Regions from separate parts of the Mus musculus genome. Here all the other regions are linked to region 1. The links are chromatin contacts, called in public HiChIP or PLAC-seq maps. All regions are on one chromosome and are shown on one strand. Each heading gives the region's core, a stretch centred on a gene start, on an enhancer-like site or on the middle of the called end of the contact. The rest is flanking DNA. Distances are from core to core; before and after follow the strand shown. Region 1 holds the start of 0610025J13Rik (a long non-coding RNA gene). Region 2 has its middle 95 kb from the start of Gm34784. Region 3 has its middle 75 kb from the start of Gm34784.

Region 1 (3,785 bases), core at 875-3,374:
TGCCTTGTTTCTCACACACAAACATCTTTGAGTCTTGTTTCAGGTGAGCTTCTTTGTTTACAGTGTGAAACTAGTTTTACATGTGACTATTTTCATGTCACATGTCCATGACAAATGACCTGCTAACATTTCCCCTTATATCAACATCCAAAACATATTTCTTGACCACCTGATATACGTGGAGTACTAGCTGTTCAGGTGAACGCTTTGGAGCCTGAGAAATGATCCCTACTTCATGTGATATATCATATACAGAAAAGCAGACAGAAAATAAATCAAATGCAATAACTTTATACTTATAACCAGTGAAAAGTGGCATGAAGGAAGACTCAGACACCAGGAATGACAATAATGTTTATCTGATTGATCCAGAAGGGATGGAGTGGAGAGAAGTATGGGTTATACCTCTAGGGATGCACTCTTGACGACGGAACACTGAGGAAATGATATTCCCAGAAGACCTCAAGGATAAGCCTTCAAAACCAGTGAGAGTCCAGCAAGTTCAAAGACATGAAGCACAATATACTGAGAGTGCCAAAAAATGGGGCTAAGGAGTGGGGAGACTACACTAAGGCAAAGAGTTATACAAGGCTTAAGTATGCCAGGATGGTGATACTGGAAGACTAGAGAGAAAGCTGGAGGCATTGCAACGGTCTGAGTAGGAAGTGATAATGACTTGGAACACAGCAGGGCTGAGGACCAGTGAAGAGATCTGAGGGTCTCCAAGAGGTGACATGACTTGAAGACTAAATGTGGGAAGTTGGAGGAGAAGGCTCTCAAGCCCATCTCCAGGTTTCTAGCTTAAGCAAGTGAGTGAATCAAGTCTGCTGACTACAACTTGTTTCTCTAACCCTTAAGTTACATACATTAGAGCCCACGCAGATGCCTGAAACCTTCTCGGGTCGCAGGTCTTCCTTGAGTGCTGCTCCTGTGCACACGCTGGGGTACAGGAGTTTTCATCTGTGTGCTCATCAAACCTTCATTAGTAGAAGACTCTCCCTGAACTATGGAAAAGTCACGTGTGAACACAACCTTAAGTTTTTCCTTTCCACTCTGCAGACATACTTAGAGATGCCTGCCAATGGAGCAAGAACTGGAGAAAAACAAGCTGGCCCTTTGGGATCATTTAAGAACCAGGTGTGTTTCCTTATCATCACATAGAGTTTCCCGGGCATCTTTGGTGTGCAGGCTAGGAGATAAATAAAGATACATTCCTGGCCTGAGCAAAGAATATATTCTCTCAGGGGATAAAGGGGAGGAAGGGAGAGAAGGGGGAAGAGAAAGGAAAGGAGAGTGGAGATTGGGGGAAGGAGAGAGAGGAAAAGAGAGGGAGGTAGGGAGTGGAGAGGAGGGGTGGAGAAAGGGAGAGGGAGGAAGGGAGAGGGAGAGAGAGATCAGCACAGCACAGCACAGCACAGCAGGTATGTCAAGCAACTTTGTCCCATTTAACTTAAGGCAGGATTACTGACTACAGAGGTACCCAAGCACAGGCACAGCCATGAAAGACTGGAGAGGGTGTGTTTGAAAGACGTCTTTAAAGAGACCAAACGTTTGCTAATCAGAGAAGAGGAGGAGGAGGAATTCTAAGAGCGGGCAACAGCCCTGGGAAAAGCAGAGAGGTAGCTGGGTACTGAGGGTCAAGCCCCCAGGGAAGAGCAGAAGGTCCTGAATCCAGGCTGGGAACGAAAATGTGACTTCCGGTTCTCTTCTGGAACCTGTTAAACTCTTACCAGTGTGCAGAGGATACTCAACACCTGCCCTAGAAAGTTCTAGTTTTGAGACTCAAATACAGATAAACAAGGGATCCCTAACTGCAACCATGGTCTCATGAGCTCTGTGTTTATCTCCTGGGGTTGGGAGCACCTCTCTCTCCAGATCCATTGCAAGTGGGCACTTGACCACTCCTAGAACTCAGATCTTCTAGAGGGCCCAAAAGATGTGGCAATGGGTTCTTGTGGGCTGGTGAGTGCCGACAAGAGAAGGACTGTAGAATTTAATCTCAGTCGGCAAAGCAGTACCATTGCTCTGGTGTGACAGTGACCTCCACCAGAAAACAAAGAACGAAAGCGTGTGTGTGTGTGTGTGTGTGTGTGTGTGTGTGTGTGTGTGTGTGTGTGTGTACGTGTGCGTGTCCTTTAATTTTTAATAGCTATTCAGACAGTCCTTGGAGAGGGAATTGGCAGGTTCAGCGGGAGGCTACTCCCCCACCTGTCTCCAGGCACTGCAGACACAGCTGCTGCGGAAGGAGACAGTCAAAGCTTCCAAGGAAAGAAATGGTGCGGAGAGCTGGGGGTGGGAGGAGGGCGCCTTTCACACAAGCCCACTGGGGACTGGGCCTGTCTAGCAACTGCAAAAACAAGCCAAGAGGACACAGTCGGGCTCTATACAACTTCATGTTAAGTAAAATCCATTCAAGAGCCAGCTCAAGAGCCGCTTCAAAATCATTGGGGTTTTTTTTGTTTTGGTTTGGTTTTTGTTTTTTAATGGGAGAGCAAGGTAACCAGAGCTTTGGTGAGGCCATGGTCAGGTTTTGCTGCTTGAATCAAGAGGAGCCCTGAGGATTTACGCGCTGTCCTAAGACTTGAAACCGAGTACACAAGACACAAAACTTCCCCGTACAGTGCCTAGCAATGTCTTTATCTGTACTCCCCTAGGCTGAAAGGACACACAAGGTTGGGTTAAAGTTCAACTCCCAAAGAAAAGGAGGAAGGGGGGTTGGGGGGAGGACAGAACGAGAGAAACAGCGGAGTCTAAGAGACGGGGAGGAGGAAAGACTGGGGTGGGGACGACAGAGAGAATAGCAGCCCGGGCCAGATTTCAACTGTCCTGATGCAAATGTTAGCAATTCTACGGTGGCCGGGGGCTCGCTGCTCCCCCAAAGTAAAGCAGCAATTAGAAAAGGGGAAGAGGCCGTTTTAGAAGATGAAAACTAAAGCAAGGAGGTATTTTTGGTATCGTTTTAATCACAAAATAGCATGAATGTGGTCTGTGCCTGCGTGCTACACAAACGTCGATTTCAATACAACTGAACGCTAGTTTGAAAATTTCCATTTTTGTAATTTGCTTCCCTTTGTTAGGCCAAGATTTGAGAGAAACCTGGCAGCGTCCCCAAGCCTGGCACGGGATCGCCTCAGACGCACTCGGCTGCTCCGGAGGCGGAGCGCGAAGCATCGGACCCGGCGGGCGGAGCCAAGCCAGCGGGGCGCAGCGCAACGCCTTCCGCCAGGGCGTCTGCCGCCACCTACCGGCGACCAGGCAAGCGTCAGTGCGACCCCAAAGCAAGCTGCTGTGAGCTGGCTGGACCTGGTCCCAGCCACTAGCAACAGCATTTCCAACAAAGGCCACCCGTCTTAGCCTACCCAGCTCAGAAACTCCTGTCTAAGTGCTCTGCCCTAGGAGTTGATCTAACTGCTTTATGTAAACCCAACCTGAGGACGAAGGCAGTCTGTGATCCCAGTATACGCTCAGCGAAGAGTGTGTGCTCCCACAACAGTAGCGTGAATGAACATATGAATGAATGAACCAACCTATTTAAAAAAAACAACAACAACAACAACTTTCAGATATATTTATGTTTGTCAGACATTTTGTTGGTGGCTAGTAAAGTCTACAATAACTGTGTGTATCCCCTCTCCAATGTGTGCAGCAGTAATGTACAACTGCCAAATTCATCCCATAGCCTCCCTTTACAGTTGCGTAAAGACGGGTTCCTGAACGTTAAGTGCTTTTTCCTATGTCAGTTTGCTGGTCATAGACCTAGTTCAGACCTACATTTTATTGACGTG
Region 2 (4,006 bases), core at 918-3,417, 100 kb before region 1:
AAGAAAAAAAAATAACATGAAGTTGGGTGTGGGGAAGATCTGGAGAGAGTTAGAAGGTGTGAAAGAATATGATCAAAATATATCATACAAAAAAACTTTTCAAAACAAATTTAAAAATAAAAGAGTGTAATAAATTTAAAAAAAATAATAAAAGGATGTTTCTAAAACAAAAGAAGCAAGAAAGATCACTGGATGTCCTAGGATCTGGGTCAGGTCACAGCCATAAGAACCCAGTGAGATTTAATGGTGTGTTGCTGTTACTGTTGGTGTTGCTGTTTTGCTGCTGTTGCTATTCCTGCTGCTGTTGCTGTTCCTGCTGCTGCTGTTGTTCTTGCTGCTGTTGCTGTCCTTGCTGCTGTTGTTATTGTTGCTGCTGCTGCTGTTCCTGCTGTTGCTGCTGTTCCTGCTGCTGCTGTTGTTCTTGCTGCTGTTGCTGTCCTTGCTGCTGTTGCTGTCCCTGCTGCTGTTGCTGTTCCTGCTGCTGCTGTTGTTCTTGCTGCTGTTGCTGTCCTTGCTGCTGTTGTTATTGTTGCTGCTGCTGCTGTTCCTGCTGTTGCTGCTGTTCCTGCTGCTGTTGTTCCTGCTGTTGCTGCTGCTGCCTCTGCTGCTCTTTGGATTCCTCTTCTTCAGAGCTTATTGGGATATTCTGGTTTCTATGACTCTTCATTGAGGCATATCTGCAGGAAGCTCAGTTGCAAGGACTGGGGAAACTTGGTGTTAGCTATTGTCTTAGTCACTGTTCTTTTGATATGAAGAGATGCCATGAGCATGGCAGCTTATAAAAGAAATCAGTTATTTGGGAGTTTGCGTAAAGTTTTAGAGGGCAGGTACATGAGCATCATGGCAGAGAGCTGGCAGTAGGCAGACAGGAACAGCACTGGATCAGTAGATAAGAGCTTCTTGTTGCAGGCAGGGAAAGAGAGAGCAGGCCTGGTGAGGGCTTTTGAAACCCATACCCACATGTCTCCAAAAGGGCCACACCTCCAAATCCTTCCTAAACTGCCCACCGATTGGGAACCAAACATTCAAATATTTGAATTTGTGGAGTTATTATCATTCAAATCACCACAATTATCAAATCGTTGCTGAACTGGTCCTGCCTTGGCATTATGCTAACAGGACCAAGGTTGGAATTAAAACTTTGGTTACCCCTGGATTCTATGACCCTCTGGAGAAAGGATGCCAAACTTCAGATCCAGTCTACTGGTTTACTATTGGGACTCTGTAGTTAGACTGGTCCAAAATAACCTCTGGACGTAGACTCTATAACCCCAGGGACATTTTTCACCTCAGACATCAGAACCACACTGCATATTTACCTCAGATTTCACTGGAACCAAAGCTCCCGTTTCTCAGAGGACTGTGGGCACTTGGGCCAGCACTGACCTCCAAAGCCACTGGGATGGAGATCTTGTCACCAGGTGCTCTCTGGTTCCACAAAAGCTGGAGGCCTGGTTACTCAGAGCTCTCTGGTTAGCAGAAAGACGTGGAAGTTTTAGGTTTAATCTTGGTTATTAGCCGCTGCTCCTTAGAACCAGAAAGGCCATCATGTCTGCTTTACACTCTCACCCTGAATACTGGCATGCCCTATCCAGTCATCTTTTAAAAAATCTAGAAGCTTTTACCCTGCTAATTTATCCACTGTCGTAGCTAATCTTGGCTGTCAACTTGACATACCTAAGAAGAGGTAAAAAGTTATTATTATTATTATTATTATTATTATTATTATTCATTTTTTTCAATAAACATAAATAGGGGTTAAACATATTAAGGGATTTGTTGAAGTGTGTCTTACAAGTCAGTGGGTAAACCAACCTTCAAAGTTAAGATTTTGAACTGTAGACAGTGTAAGAATGGGCCAAACATAAGAAGTACAGAAAGGCTGGGCAGGGGTGATGCACGCCTTTAATCCCAGGACTAGAGAAGCAGAGGCAGGCAAATCTCTGAGTTCAAGGCCAGTCAGGTTTACTGAGCAAATCCCAGGACAGCCAAAGCTACACAGAGAAACCCTATCTAAAATAAATAAATAAATAAATAAATAAATAAATAAATAAATAAATGGAAGAAAAAAGAGAGAGAGAGAAGAAGTTCTGATGATGGATACTGGGTGCTCTAAATGAGAGAGAGCAGAAAGGGAAACAAGTCCTGGCCGTCTCTAATTCGGTCTTTTTTGTTCTCAGACAGGCCTGGGATGTTGTTGCTGCCAATATCTGATCTGATGAGTGAAGTGTAATGAGTGTGTGCTTTTCTTTCTTGTACAGATGTGAACTCATTTCCCAAAATAGCCATGTCCAACTGTTAAAATCCCCAAGTTCCCAAACTCTCTCAACAGGAAGTAAGCAGTGGACATCCAGATGTTTCTCCTCACAGTGTTTGTGCAATGTTTACATTTATCTTTCTCGTGTCAGACCATGACTTTATAAAGTACTTCATTATGGCCATTGGTCCAAGACTGTAAGAGGGAAAATGAAAGGAAGCTTGAATACTCGGTGCCATGTGGTTCTTTAGCAAGCAGTCCTTCTCAAAGAGAACTGTGTGAGCCACCATGCCAGCAGATGCCTAGACATGAATACATCAGGAATGTGACTCAGGTGAGATGGTCCCATTTCTATAGAGAAAGGGCTCACATAAGGAGCATCCTTGATGAGCTCATCCTCTGCACATTGAGAAAGACATGGATCTGTTGGCAAATCAGAGTCTGCTGGAGGCATGAATGCCCACACAACGTCTTCTTACAGAAGGCAAGTGAGCATAGTACATAGGCTGCTGATACAGGTATAGCTAGTTATCCCTGACCTTGGGCCAGAAACTGGGTTCCAGGAGATCAGCATTTTGTATACACGTTCTCATTCAGTCCCCACAACAGTCCTAGAAAGTGGGTATGGGTTTTTTTCCATGCCCTGTCTATAGAAGAGGAAGTTAAAAGTCAAAATATTGCTAGAGTTTGATGTGAACTATCCTCCACAGGTTCATGTGTGTGACTACTTAGTCCATCCACTGACCATGTAGTTTGGGGAGGTTATAGATCTTCCCACATCCACTGTTATGAGCATGGAGTATGGCCAAGATAACATAAGTGAATCCCTTAAGGGTAGGTCTTAAAGGTTATATGTGTTTTTAACTGAGGTCTCTGTATCCTGGCCACCAATATGTGAGCCATTCTGACACAACCCCACCATCGTGAATTCTGGTGTGATAGGTTTGAACCTGTGAGCCAATATAAATCTTTCCTCTGTTAAGTTTCTTCTGTCAGGTATATTATTACAACAATGAAAATAAACATCTAATACATTAAGCAATATACTGAGTTAAACACTGAGCTAGAAGTCCAGACTAAGTCTACCTGATCCAAAGACAACAGGTTTTTTGCTTCTGCTCCTAACAGTGTAGGGCTTCCCATTTTTAACTCCATTGGTAACTAGTTTAAAGAGTCTTCCACCTCACCTGTAGCAGCTGATTCACTTAAATGATGGACCACATCTGATTTCTTTTCTTCCTTTCTGACTGCTGATGTTTTGTTCTTTGTCTGAGTCCCCAAAGAAAGATTATAAAATGAGGCCTTCCTTCATGTGCCTGGCAAGTCACAATGATTAGCAGTGGAGAGAAAAAAAAAAGCAAACACAGGCTTGGATACTGTAGGCCGCTCTCCTTCCAGGTAAGGATGACCAAAGAGAAAACCTCTGAGTCTTTCTCAACTGATACCACACTTGAATAGCTGGTCTTTTTCCTCTTAATTGTAATCTTAGGAAACCCTCTGGTTTTGTCCTACTGTTAAAGGGAGCAACGGAAGGAAAACTGAAAATGAATGTGGCCAATATTATTTATTTGGATCTGCTGTCCCATTAGCTGGTTTATGGTTTGAGTGCAGAGTGGTATTTAGTACAGAAACGGCATTTTCTTTGTTTTATTAACTGGGAGTTTAATTGGTTTGTCCCCTTTGGCTCAGCTTGAGAAATGGCTGCATCTTGCATGCACACACTGTACATAATAATAGTGCAAACAAAAG
Region 3 (4,007 bases), core at 230-2,729, 120 kb before region 1:
GTTTGGATGATTAGTGTTTGTTTCATCGCACACAGTGATTTTTTTCATTTTTCACTTTTAGTGTTTGTTTCATGGCTTCTTTACAAATCCTAGCTGTGAACCTTGTCAAATATTCTGTTTGCAGGAAGAAAATTTCATTCATAATAAATTCAGAAATTTAAGCACTTGGGAATAAACGTGAAGAAAAGAAAGAGCTCTACAGCGAAAACTTTAAAAGACTAAAGAAATTGAAGAAGACACTAGAAAACAAAATAACCTTTCACACTCAAGGATTGGCAAAATTAATATTGTGAAAATGTCTATTCTGTTCAAACTAATGTACAGATTCAATGCAGTTACCATAAAAATGTCAATGACTTTTTCCTAATATAAATAAAATAAATATAAATAAATAAATAAATAAAACTCCCAGATAATGTCCTCTTGATTCCACATGTGCACACACATAAATAAATAGCCAAACATTTTTATTTAAAAATGTCCAATCTCAGACTATTTTGCAGAGCCATAGTAACCAAAACATGAGACCAAAAAAAAAAAAAGAAAAAATAGGAAAAGAAGAGTCACAAGACTCATCAGTAAACCCATGTAACTTCCACCACCTAGGTTTTTAATAAAATTCTCATAAGCATATAACATAGAAACTACTGCTTCCTTAAGTAATGCTAAGAAAAATTGCATATCCACATGCAGTGGAATGAAATTAAGTTCCTATCCCAAACCCTAGACAGAAAAGAATTCAAAGCGAACCAACTCCCCTAAAGCAACATCTGTAACTCTGAACCTTCTAGAGAAAAACATTTGAAGCATACTTCAACACACAGACATAGGCAAAAAAAAAAAAAAAAAAAAAACAACTTTTGAAATGGACTCAAATATCAATAACTGCCCATTTGGGAAGGCATGAAATCAAAAGGCTTCTATACAACAAAGAAAACAATCAGCTGCACAAGTAGGTAGCCTACAGAATGAGAGAGAAAACTTTGTAAAGACATTTGATGTCTTTACATTGACTGGAGACTGTAAAGAAATCACACTGAAACACTGCACATCGCCAAACACTGAATGTGTGAAGCATGAACCAAAATGTCAGCAAATAAATCAACCAGCTCACGAAAGATAAAATATTAATGACTAGTACACATGCGAAAAGATTTTGGGTATTCTTAGCCATCACGAAATGCAAATTAAACTGTATTGAGATCTTATCTTCCTAGGCTTAATGGTTATCATCAAACACACACACACACACACACACACACACACACACACACACACACACGGCAATAAATGCTGGTGAGGAGAAAGCAGGAGAAGAAGCCCTGTGCACTACAGATAGGAATATCAATGACTACAGGTGTAAAGAAATCAACTTGGAGATTTTTCAGAAAACTTTTATGTGTGCTAACTCAGCATGGTACAGAGACACTGGGGCATACACACTTACTGTAGTATTGTTCACAATAGCCAAGACAGTCACAAGATCCTTGAGCTCCATCCACAGAAGAATGAGTAAAGGAAATGTCCTATAAATAGACAATGGAGATTTAAACAGCTGTAAAGAATAACAGAGTATGTCTTTTACAGAACACTGAGTGGAACTCAGGTTCATATGAAGAATAATGAATCAAACTCCGAGAGATAAACATTGCCTATTTTCTCTCACGTGTTGAGGTAGCTGTCTGCAGATGACCATAAAACCTTTCTCTAAAATCCTAAGGGCCTCCACAGTAGTTCACCTATGGACCATGGCCAAAAACTCAAAATAGCATCCTTATCTGCCACTGATACTGCAAGTGCCATCAGGTCTGTGGAATCACATGACCCAAGTGGCAAGCAGCCTGCACTGAAGTGGTTCCAGACACCACTCAAAACTAGCAGCTTTCCCAGTCGCTTGGAACTGGGCATGGTAATAACCCCAAGGGATGAATGTGTTGGACACCCATGTTTCTTACAGTGAGTGCTATTAATATTCACAATGTGCATCTACAGAACTATGGGTAAATAAAATATTGTACTTAGGAACTATGAAGATTATTTTCAGTCATAAAGAATAAAGAAATGATATCCTTTGCAGAAAAAATAGAGTGGGACTAAAATCATAATAGGCCAAGAAACCGGACTTAGAAGAAACTATTGGATTATTGGATGTTTTTCTTATGTGTAATATTGATTTAAGAGAGTGTGTGTGTGTGTGTGTGAGAGAGAGAGAGAGAGAGACAGAGAGAGAGGGAGATGAGAGACAGAGAGAGAGAGGAGAGACAGAGAGAGACAGAGAGAGAGACATGGAAACAGATCTGGGGAAAGGAGAGGGATCCATGGTAGAGAGGAGAACGGGTGGGGGACAGTAATATAAGAAAAAAATGAGTAAAGACCAGTGGATGGACATGTCATAATGAACCACGCCATTTTATATGCTAAGTATTTTTTAAAGGGATTTTCTGGAAGACTCATGTGCACAGTAGTAAACATAGGGGTTGCCAAGGCAGTGACTGCATCACAATAGGTGGACGAAGAAAGAGCAAAATAATTGAAGGCTAAACAAGAGTGATAACTTTGTGATCACTTATGGAATTTAAGCTAGTCAAGGAGGAAGAGAGGAGTTGAGCTCAGATACCTGCTGAGCAAACTGTTGTGGTGGATAGGTTGGAAAGCCAGGAGTAGCCATCCTAGTGGAGCGAGCGCTGACAACAGCCCAGCATGGGAGGCTGTGTGGCTTGTTCACTCCGGTGTTAGAGCAGTTGGCAATGTGGGCATTTCATGTACTTTTCTCTTCGCTATGACCAAACACCTGGAAAAACCCATTTTAGGAAGGAGGGGCTGATTTTGACCCCCAGGTGAAAAAGAGATATAGACCCTCATGGAGAGGAAGGCAGGGAAGCCCAAACACGAGACAGGTAGACCAGCTGTATCTGCAGTCAGGAAGCAGAAAGGAGACAGGAAGTGAAACCAGGCTATAAAAATTCAAGACCTACCCTGCAACCTACTTCCTCCAGAGAGGCTATACTTCCTAAAAGTTCCACAACCTTCCAAGACTGTACTAACAGGGGACCAAGTGTTTAATTAAACACATGAGCTTATGGAAGACTTTTCACATTCAAACTGCAACATGCCATCCTGTCCCTGCTAGGTTCACAGCCAACTCCTAATACAAGAGCATTTAGTCCAACGTCGAAGTCCCTGTGATCTTTAGCAGTCTCAACATTGCCCAAAAGGACAAGGTCTCTTCTGAGACTCAAGGCAGCCTCTTAACTATGAGTTACTGTAAAATCAAAATACAACTTACATATTTCCAGTATGTAATGGTCCAGAATAAACATCCCTGTTCTAAAAGAGAAGAATGAGGCGGAGAAAGCAGGACCAAAGCAAAACCAAAACACACAAGGTAAAGACCAAACCCTACCACTGTACCTCCAATGTCTGGAGCTCATAATGGAACCAGAGGGCTCCAACAAGCTTAGGCATCCCAGCCCTTGCAGCTCTGCTGTTTGTGCCCTACATGACTCTCTCTTTGTCTGGCTTCCTTGATGACTCTCTCCAACATTCTGCCATCTCTGTGGAATTCAAAGTTTTCTCTTCCCAGCTTCTCACAATGGCCTCTCAAGGCTGCTTTTTGGGAAATCCGCCTTGTCACTCATTATCTGGCACCAGCCTTTTTCTGGAACCTTGGGAGGGTCTCCATGCTCTTTCCATATTTGCATCTTTTATGTCTGGAGAGAAAAAAAAAACAGGACCAAGGGAATAACATTGCTAAGTTCTCCTTCCAGCTGAACATGTGGCTTGCCCCTGGGGTCACAGTTGCAGGAGACTGCACATTTCTTAGTGTTAGCACTGATAGAGCCTTCCCTCATGGCATGCCCCCAGTACAGAACATCACGTTTCTCTTTAATGGCACTCATCACTTAACAAAAATTACAGCTGCTTTGTCTGTCGCCACTTTGTCTGCAACGGCAAACTCTTTCATGCTCATTTTCTGACAAACTGTACACTGTACATTTCACCACCAC

Evidence for each region. HiChIP or PLAC-seq counts read pairs in DNA pulled down with a chosen protein or histone mark.
Region 2: an H3K27ac HiChIP or PLAC-seq map of heart atrium shows a contact between it and region 1, with 6 read pairs. The contact joins the enhancer-like site here to the promoter of 0610025J13Rik in region 1. A contact is called at or near these places in 7 of 39 promoter capture datasets (the 3T3-L1 cell line, 3T3-L1-derived adipocytes, hippocampal neurons and 2 more), 6 of 484 Hi-C or Micro-C datasets (cerebral cortex, microglia and uterus) and 2 of 115 datasets of contacts at active chromatin or transcription factors (fibro-adipogenic progenitors and heart atrium).
Region 3: an H3K27ac HiChIP or PLAC-seq map of heart atrium shows a contact between it and region 1, with 10 read pairs. The contact joins the enhancer-like site here to the promoter of 0610025J13Rik in region 1. A contact is called at or near these places in 7 of 39 promoter capture datasets (the 3T3-L1 cell line, 3T3-L1-derived adipocytes, hippocampal neurons and 3 more), 11 of 484 Hi-C or Micro-C datasets (3T3-L1-derived adipocytes, CD8 T cells, the HL-1 cell line and 7 more) and 4 of 115 datasets of contacts at active chromatin or transcription factors (embryonic stem cells, fibro-adipogenic progenitors, heart atrium and 1 more).

The regions. Positions count from the first base shown.
Region 1 is chr4:98,319,232-98,323,016 of GRCm38.p6, forward strand. It overlaps 0610025J13Rik (a long non-coding RNA gene), which reads left to right and starts at 2,125. Exons shown (of 3, transcript XR_376450.3): 1 at 2,125-2,276; 2 at 3,078-3,785.
Region 2 is chr4:98,219,459-98,223,464 of GRCm38.p6, forward strand. It overlaps the pseudogene Gm12691. Among named protein-coding and RNA genes, the nearest start is that of Gm34784, 95 kb to the left of the region's middle. Within about 2 kb of position 2,168, at least 8 of the 459 cell types and tissues checked have an H3K27ac peak or open chromatin away from gene starts, as enhancers often do. A contact at or near this core is called in fibro-adipogenic progenitors and heart atrium, where this site is marked.
Region 3 is chr4:98,199,477-98,203,483 of GRCm38.p6, forward strand. It overlaps the pseudogene Gm12691. Among named protein-coding and RNA genes, the nearest start is that of Gm34784, 75 kb to the left of the region's middle. Within about 2 kb of position 1,480, at least 9 of the 459 cell types and tissues checked have an H3K27ac peak or open chromatin away from gene starts, as enhancers often do. A contact at or near this core is called in cardiomyocytes and heart atrium, where this site is marked.